2 separate regions of the Canis lupus genome follow, and region 2 is linked to region 1. The links are chromatin contacts, called in public Hi-C maps. All regions are on one chromosome and are shown on one strand. The core of a region is the stretch at or near the end of the contact, and the rest is flanking DNA. Distances in the headings are between cores, read along the strand shown.

Evidence for each region. Hi-C and Micro-C count contacts between places; a contact is called where the count stands out from the background.
Region 2: a contact with region 1 is called in a Hi-C map of blood, with 4 times the contacts expected there. The contact joins the enhancer-like site here to the promoter of LOC102154687 in region 1. A contact is called at or near these places in 3 of 9 Hi-C or Micro-C datasets (amygdala, blood and liver).

What each region holds. Positions count from the first base shown.
Region 1 is chr7:78,662,465-78,666,967 of UU_Cfam_GSD_1.0, forward strand. It overlaps LOC102154687, which reads right to left and starts at 2,599. Exons shown (of 3, transcript XM_038543941.1): 1 at 2,274-2,599.
Region 2 is chr7:78,745,079-78,749,581 of UU_Cfam_GSD_1.0, forward strand. No RefSeq gene overlaps it. Among named protein-coding and RNA genes, the nearest start is that of MYO5B, 16 kb to the right of the region's middle. Within about 2 kb of position 2,458, at least 9 of the 20 cell types and tissues checked have an H3K27ac peak or open chromatin away from gene starts, as enhancers often do. A contact at or near this core is called in blood, where this site is marked.

The sequences.
Region 1 (4,503 bases), core at 1,349-3,848:
TGTTTATCAAAACAGAATTGTGGTTCAGCTGGATAGAAAGCCGAATCAGGGTTGAATGGTGCACCCTGCCCCCATTCACATGTTGAACTCTAACCCTCACACTTCAGCGTGTGACCTTATATGGACATAGGGTCTTTAAAGGGTTAAGCAAGTTAAACTGGGGTCCTTACATGGGCACTAATGCAATGTGACTGGAGTCTTTATTAAAAGGGGCTATTTGGGCACACAGACACATATGAAGGGAAGGGAAGGTGACGAGACACAAGGAAAACATGGCCATCCACAAGCCAAAGAGAGAGAAGCGTGGAATTGAACCTTCCCTCCCAGCCCTCAGAAGGTACTAGTGCTGCCAACACCCTGATCTTGAAAGTGCAGCCTCCAGAACTGTGAGACAAGGATCTTCCGTTGTTCAAGCCACCCAGTCTGTAGCACTATGCTGTAGCTGACCTAGCAAACCAATGCAGGGTGTAACCCTAAGAAACTGCTACACCAAGCCCAGGATTTACTGAGTAACTACAACTAAACCAGGCTCTTCCTGGTGATATTTTTTTAAACCAGGAGCTCTAAAGGAAAGGTGGTTTTGTTCAATTGATTCTTGTTTAAGAAACAGCGAGAGCATTCATTTAATTTTTACACAGTTCCTTAAGAGTTAAGCCTTGCGTGGAGGAGTTTTGTTCCTTGACGATGCCAAAAGGATGAGATTTTACCGTAAGATAGAATACTTGATCTGTGTTTGGGATCAATAAGTCTTCAACCGAATCAAAGTTTTACCCAGAACAAGGTATATCTGTTGTCTTCCTCAAAGTTGGTAAAACCAATTTTTGTTTCACCGAAATGCTGGTTTGGAAGGCCCTTTGCCGTTCGGCCACTGGATGGCAGGGCAGCACCATCCTTCCTGAGCCTCGCGCTAAAGGAAACAAATTCAGAATACCTGCTCCAGATATTTAGGAAGATCAACTTCAGTCTTCCTTTTTAGCATTAGCTTTTTCTTTTATAAAAGTGGCACATGTTTTTAACTGCAAATCTGAACAACACAGTAACGTATAGAGAATAAAATACAAACTCTCATTATTCTACCCGTCAGAGGCAAACACACTGGCGGTCTTGCTCCTGATATAAAAAGGCTAAAGTGTGGCCCATTCCCAGCATTCTCTGAAACACCTCTGCTCAAGGCTCCCTCTCCTCTCATTTATTATGAATTTCACTCAAACCTAACAGAATCCCAACTCCAATCTAACCCTAACCCCAACCCATAATCCCCTTTTTTAGAAATGTGTTGGCACTGTGGGTGAGCACCAGTGTTCAGAATGCTCACCATAAATACCAATTTTGTGTGTGTGTGTGTGTGTGTGTGTGTGTGTGTGAGAGAGAGAGAGAGAGAGAGAGAGAGAGAGCACAAGCAGGGGAGAAGCAGGCTCCCCACTGAGCCGGGAGCCCAACATAGGGCTTGGTCCCGGGACCCTAGGATTACCACCTGAGCCAAAGGCAGATGCTTACCTGACTGAGCCTCCCAGGCGCCCTAAATACCAAATCTATGACAGGGGCAGCATCAAGTCTTAGTCTTGGTAAGACTGATGAACTCTGCCATTTTTAATTATAGATAAAACACGGACAGCTGAAGAGACATCGCAGAGAAATCAGACTGGTTAAAGAAACAAAATATCCATCACCTTGGGTGGTCAGACACAGGAGGTTTACTTATTTGGGGGTTAAATTGTAAATTTCTATTTTTTAAAATTAAAATACAATAAAACTGCCTTGTTATAGGTTTAGCACATGTATCGATTTGTGTAAATTCCAGCGCAATCAGCATCCAGAGAAGTTCCATCACCCCAAACGACTCCTCCGTCCCTCTGTCATCACACCCTAACGGGCTCTAAAACTATCATTCTCAAGGGGCTTAGTGACTTAGCTGTTCTAACCGCCATGGGATCCGCCCACCAGCCTCTGGTGCACACCTTCTGGCTCCTGCCACCCAGCACCCAGCACCCAGCACGGTCCTGCCTACTTCAACCCAAATCTAGGCGTGTGTTCAGTGCTCCCGTTCAGGACAATCTTTCACCAAGTTCTTATACTGATTTGCAAACTACAGCAATGTCAGTAAACGTATTTAATCCTTAATGATAGAAAGATCCTCAGATCATAAAAAAGAAAAAACAAAAAACCCCACAATCCAACTATACAGAGTTTGAGGCACCCCAAACCAAACAGACCCAAATATATACACAGAAAGTACAGGTTGTGTGCGGACATCATTATTCTCTCAACCTCACCTCCAGGGTCAATCTAACCCCTTCAAGCCCATAAATTGTTTTGAATTTAGGGGCGCCCGGATGGCTCAGCGGGGGAGCGCCTGCCTGGGCTCAGGCCGTGACCCCGGGGTCTCAGGATCGAGTCCTGCATCGGGCTCCCCGCAGGGCGCCTGCTTCTCCCTCTGCCTGGGTCTCTCAGGAATACATTTTTAAAATCTTAAAATAAAATAAAATAAAATAAAATAAAGCATTGAATTGTTTGCTGTCACACCGTATTCCTACTATACCGAGCCTCCCCCGGGGAAGGGCGCTGCTGCAGTCGCCCCAACGGTCCCCGACCCCAGGAGGGGGCGTGGCCAAGACGAGGCCGCCCCGCGCAGGCTCAGTAATTCAGCCCCCGCGAGGGCGCGGGCCTCGGTTCCCATGGTGACAGCGCCCACTTCCGGTGCGTACCTCAGGGCGCCCTGTGCGGCGCGGGGCGGAGTGGCCGAGCGGCAGGTAGGACCCCGACGGCGCGAGGGGCGGGCCGCAGCCGGGAGGTGGCGCTCGGGGTGGCGCGGGGCTGCGGGGAGGTGCTGGGCCCCAAGTTTCTCCAGCGCCTCCCGCCCCCCGGCCCAGCCCAGCGCCCCCGGAACGCAGTCGGGTCTCTCGTTAAGAAGGGTGCGGACCCGGAGACGGAGGGGGTCGCCGCTTAACCAACAACTGCCTCCCAGGAGTCAGCTTAGCTTTAATACATACACAGTTGGGGCGCCTGGGTCAGGGCCTGACCCTGGAGACCCTGGATCGAGTCCCGCATCGGGCCCCCTGCGGGGAGCCTGCCTCTCCCTCTGCCTGTGTCTCTGCCTCTCTCTGTGTCTCTCATGAATAAATAAAATCTTTTTTTAAAAATACATAAGTTTTGTCTCTGGAAAATCATCATTTGGGGTCTAAAGGCCCTTCAGCCTCCCCGACACCGACATCTGGGAGTGCTGCCGCCTCGTGATGCTGTGTGTGTCCCAAAGCCTGAGAAAGGGAACTAGGAAGGCACCTCGAGGCCCCCAGCGTGTGGGATCTCGTGTCTTCTCAGTCTTCTCTCGGCCTCTCCCACTGTTTTTTGTTTTGTTTTGTTTTTTAATTTTATTTATTTATTCATTCATGATACAGAGAAAGAGAGAGAAGCAGAGACACAGGCAGAGGGAGAAGCAGGCTCCATGCAGGGACCCGATCCCGGGTCTCCAGGATCACGCCCTGGGCCGAAGGCAGACGCTAAACCACGGAGCCACCCAGGCGTCCGTCTCTCCCACTGTCTTGTGTGACCGGTTCAGCCCTGCTAGCTGCCCAGCTGAACTTCTCTGCAGACCTGGTGTTGTGCCCAAGATCGCAAACCCGAGAAACCACCGAGGAGCCGACACCGATGCAAACACACGAGGGTTTAGTACAAGCTCGAGCTTGGGTCCAAGTGCACCCGACACAGTGGAGCAGGACTTGGACCCCAAGGCTAAGAGGCGTAGCAGCTTTATAGGGGCCAGTGGCCCATGGGATACGCAGAAAGTTGCACAGTCCTGTCGGTCCACACGCAGGTGGCCGATTGAATTACACCTTACCCTATAGTATCCACTTGAGCTGGCCTATCACTGAGCCGATTTCCGATTAGGGTGTGCCCAGCGGCTTGACCAAGGTGGGGCAGCACCCTAAGCAATAAGCAGGTCATGTGGGGGTCATAGAGGAGGTGGCGGGTGCAGCACAAAACTGAGTTAGTCCTGCTCTGCTTGTCCAGGGGTAGGGGATTTTTGTCAAGTTTCCTGGGTCCCACACCTGGAAATTGGAAGAAAGATGGAGGCCTGGGACTGTGGTCGTATAGGAGACAAAGGCAACACTGTTCACCCTAGAATATTGCTGGGTTCTGCATTCCACCCTAGACTGCTGCTATAAGTACCCTACTTCCTTTGTTTCTGCCTACCGAGTACAAAACTCCAGGCACTACTCCACTCCCACTTCTGCAACTACACAGGTACTGGTTTAGCCCTCCTGCTGTGTACAGCTTGTTGGAAGACCCCAACGGTCACAATTATCCCATGCATGACTGGTGGGAATACAAAATGATGCAGCCACCTTGAAAAACAGCCTTGTCCTTCATTGAGTGTTGAAATATAGAGATGCCATATGATCCAGCAATTCCAGTCTCATGGAGTAATTCCCAACAATAAGGAAAACACGTGTCCATGCAAAAACTTGTCCACAGATGCTCATAGCAACATTATTCATAGTTGCC
Region 2 (4,503 bases), core at 1,208-3,707, 82 kb after region 1:
ATGTTTTGGGGTCCGGACCTGCAGACCTTTTATCATCAGCTTGCCCTCTAGCGGTCACTGGTCATTTTTCCACATTCCTATGAAATCAGGTTGCTCAGAACTCCATAAAAGCAGCCCAGAAGAGGTCTGTAGAGCCCAACACAGTGGGACCATCACCTCCTTTAATCGGTGCATATTTCATTTAATGCAGTCCACAGTTGAGCGCCCACTGTCCAATCATGGTTGAAAAACTGTAGGCACAACTGTCTTGTCCTCAGTCAGCCCTACGTGCTTGTTATAAACATTAAGAAGCTGGAAAGGGCAGAGGCCAGTGAGTGAACTGTGTGTAAACCCGTGCGTAGCAAGGTTGGGTGTTTGGGGAGCTCTGGCTGGTGAACGCAGGGAGGGTGGGGAGGGTGGCACACCCAGAGGGGGCACGGATGCCTTCCCTCCCAGATACTCTGCTTGGCTTTCCGGAGTCACATCCCTTATAATGAGGCAGGAAATGGGGATATGGAGTGTTCCTGACTTCTGCGAGCTGTTCCAGTTCGATGGAGCCTGGGGACAGGGGATCAGGGGACTGTCCAGTTTATGGCCCATAGTCAGAAGTGCAGGTGGCCCAGCACTTGTGACTGACCTCAAAATGGGCCAGGTGTGGGGGTCTGAGCTGGTAACCTGTGGGGTCTGCAATAACTGCACATAGTGTCAGAGTGGAACTGAGTGTTTGGACACTCAGTGAGTTTGGACACTGAGTGAGCCTCAGTGTTTGGAGAACCACAGACGTGGGTGTGGGCGCCCGAAACACCCGTTTGGGCAGTGGTGCTGGCCTTTGGGCCCTGACTGGACACTCAGTCTGTGCTTTCGGTTTCTTTGCTTTGCTGCCTCCCCCACAGCAAGTGCTACAGTAAAAAATCAATGAACCACAGATTTTAGCATCTGAAAATCCATCACAAACACTGTAGTTAGTTTCATTTTGGAAATGATAAAACAGACCCCGCCCCCCCCCCGCCCCCCCGCCCCAGAAATCTGTCTCTTGGTTCAGCACTGTCTTCATGACATCATGATTTGTTACCAGGATCTACTCCGTCAGTGCTCTCTGAATCAACCCGCACGCCCTGTAAACTGCTGTCCGGCTGAGAAAGAGCACCAGGCCCTTTCCACTGGTCAGTGGCCTACCTCCACGCGCGTGTGTGCTCACAGCATCTTGGTGCGAATCTGCCAAGTGCACGCATGCATGCACACTCCATGAATTACACGCAAGCACATGCATTTTCCTTTTTCTATAAAGTATCCTTCTGATATTTTGATGATCTTTTATTAATTGGGCAAACAGCCCCTCAGAATAGAGATGAGAACTTCATTACATAAGGAGCATAGCTTCCTAAGTTGGGAGGGCCCTGAGGTAGCAGGAAACCCGCCCTGTAAGGAGCCCTGGTTGCCCCCCCCCCCCCCCCCCCCAGGAGCCTTGGGCTCTCCGGAGCCCTGCGCCCGGCTATGGGCCTCTCCTGTCAAGGTCTAACACGGGTACTGTGGACCGAGGCTGCGCGTTTGCGGCGCTTCCACGCGCTGCGATGTGAAATTCCTTTTTAAAAAATTTTTTGTTTTTTTAAATTTATTTATTTATGATAGTCACAGAGAGAGAGAGAGAGGCAGAGACACAGGCAGAGGGAGAAGCAGGCTCCATGCACCGGGAGCCCGACGTGGGATTCGATCCCGGGTCTCCAGGATCGCGCCCTGGGCCAAAGGCAGGCGCCAAACCCCTGCGCCACCCAGGGATCCCTGAAATTCCTTTTTAGAGAAGGTTCTGGCAAAGTGGCCTAAGGAGTCCGGGTGCCGGCGGCCTGCCCCGGGCGCCGCTAGCGGCTGTGCGGCTCCTGGGGGCGGCCTGCGAGGCCTGGTCCGAAGTCTCCGCTCGCAGGTCTCGGGCTCAGCGCGCTCGGCGCGGCGCGGGCGTCGGGGGCGGGCCCGGAAGGAGCGGGGGCCGCGCAGACGGGGAGGCGGGCCCGGGTGCTGGGTCTCTCTCCAGCCGGGCCTCGGAGCCACCGCGTCGGAAGCCCCGCGGGCGGGCCCTGCAGGGTGGGGGCGAGCGTCCGCGCGGGGCCCGGGGGCTGAGGGGAGGCCCTGGGCGCAAGGCCGGCCTGGGGGGCGTGTGCCCCGGGGGCGGGGTTCCTGGGGGCGGCTCGCAGCCCAGGCGGAGGAGCTGGGCCTTGCCCCGGGCACAGGGCGGGACGCGCCCTCTGCCGGGTCCGCAGTGCCGTGCACGCGCCGGTGCCCCCGCGCCCCGCGCCCCGCGCCCTCCCTGGCCGGGGGCCACCCCTAGACCACGAGCTCCTAGCAGCTGGGCTGTGCACCTCCAGCCCACCCGCTGAGCCCCCCCCACCCCGCTCCTACGTGTTGAGGAGGAGGTTAGCGGGGCCTCATCAGGCAGGCCGTTGGGGTGCGAGAGGGGGAGGTGGCGCAGGGAAGCAGGCAGCGGGGTGCGCGGAGAGGGGCCGTCCTCAAGCGGTGCTGAAACCAGCAGCCTGGGGCACCTGATCCGTGACCGTGATCTCGGGACCTCCAGTTCCAGGTCCGGAAGAACATGAATGTGGGGGTTCAAGCCCTAGAGCCCGAGCCTCTTCCTCCAGCCTCGCAGCCTGCCCGGGGCGTCTCACTCCCCTGGGCGCTCCGGGCTCCGCCTGCTGCCCGCACCTCGGGCCCCCACCTCTGTCTGCTGAAGGTAGTTGTGATGCCTGAGAATGAGTGATGCATGGGTGGGGGGGGGCGCGGGGGTAAGGAGAGGAGAGGGCTGGGGCTCCGGGACTGGTCTGGACTCTGGCACCCCAGTCCCAGCCCCACGAACGTGGCGGGAGGTGGAGCAACCCCCCCCCCCCCAAGCCCATCTTCAGAGGGCACCCTCGGAAAAGCTTGGAAACCAGGAAGTCTGATGCCAACCCTCGTTTAGCAGCAGACCTGACCCAAACAAGGGTGACACCCCCTAAGCTGCTCTCACTAGGTCTTCCCACGGAAGTCCTCATGTTTTGGTCACTGGACAAGGCCCGGCTATCACTGAGAGTATCATAAAAATCTGTGGCTCGGGAATGTACGACCTTTCAAAAGTCCAAAAAGCATCAAATTCCAAAACATGTTTGGCCCCAAGGACTCTGGATAGAGGACCGTGGCCCTGTGCTGCCTCTGGGGTTAACACCAGCCCCACAGCTGTCACCCCAGGAAGACCATGGCAAACACTGATTATCCGGTATATAAATAAACTGCAATTGCCATTTGAAGGGGATGAGAAATAATCCTACACTGAGGAGACGTGTGATTGGAATTAAAACATGTTTATTGATAGACATGCTACAGATGAGAAGTTTATTTCCTCGGCCTACAGAATGTGCTGAGTACAGTTTTTAAAGGAGTGATGAGAAAGTACAGTATTACCATGGAAAATGGCAGTGGTGGGATTTAAAGTCCAATTGGCTTGTTATAAATGGCCTTAAACAACTGGAGAAATCAACAAAAAATGCAATTATGAGAGCAGCAACGATTATTCATTATGACTATCAGCATCACTCCTATAAATACCACGCTAAGGTCGGCTTGCTGACGTGCAGAGGCTAGTCTGTATTGAGCACACCAGCCACGGTCTTCAGTGACTGGTACCTTCTTGGCTACACGAAGGCCCCTGCAAGACCCTTTGGAGCAAGCGGTGTAGGGCGGATACAGTTCCTTCTCCTGGAACAAGACCAAGACCTGGGAGGAGAAACGCACACGAACAGTACGAGGCGCCTGCAGTAGTGCCATGCTAAACACAATCAAGTGTGTAGAACAGGGGATGCCTGGGGGGCTCAGCGGTGGAGCCTCTGCCTCGGGCCCAGGATGTGATCCCAGGATGGAGTCCCGCATCACGCTCCCTGCATGGAGCCTGCTTCTCCCTCTGCCTGTGTCTCTGCCTCTCTCTGTGTCTCTCATGAATAAATAAGTAAAATCTTAAACAAACAAACAAACAAACTGTGGAACAGACTTATTGCTCCTGCTTCTAAAGGCTCCAGAATTTCCCTGTCGCTTGGCAGAAGGGAGGCACCAGGAAGACAGGTGTAGAGAACACGTCTTGGAGGAGCATCGAGTAGCGGCACGCAGGTTTAGTTTAGGCTTTGTGTTTACCTGGGTACTTGCAGGAGGGGCTCTCTGTGATCGGGAGGAAGGTGGGACCATCCAAGTCACATTGAAACCACAGCACTGCTGCCCCGAGTTCCTGGGAAGGGAAGACATCCACACAGGTGAGGCTACCCAGGAAGACCTGGGTGCAAAGCGGGCCCTGGAGCTGGACCTGCAGGTCGTGTGGGCTGTAGGTGGCCTCGTGCAGGAAGATACTGTTTGGAGGTGAGGCATGTGGAGGCAGGTCATAGTCAGAAGCAGACCTAATTCGGTCAGGGAATCTGCCCCATGTTCTGAATAAGAGAAAAGGAGACTCTCCTAACCCGCACCAGGTTTCAACAGAAGTTGTCTGCAGAACTTCAGCGACTGCATAGCCCACGCAGG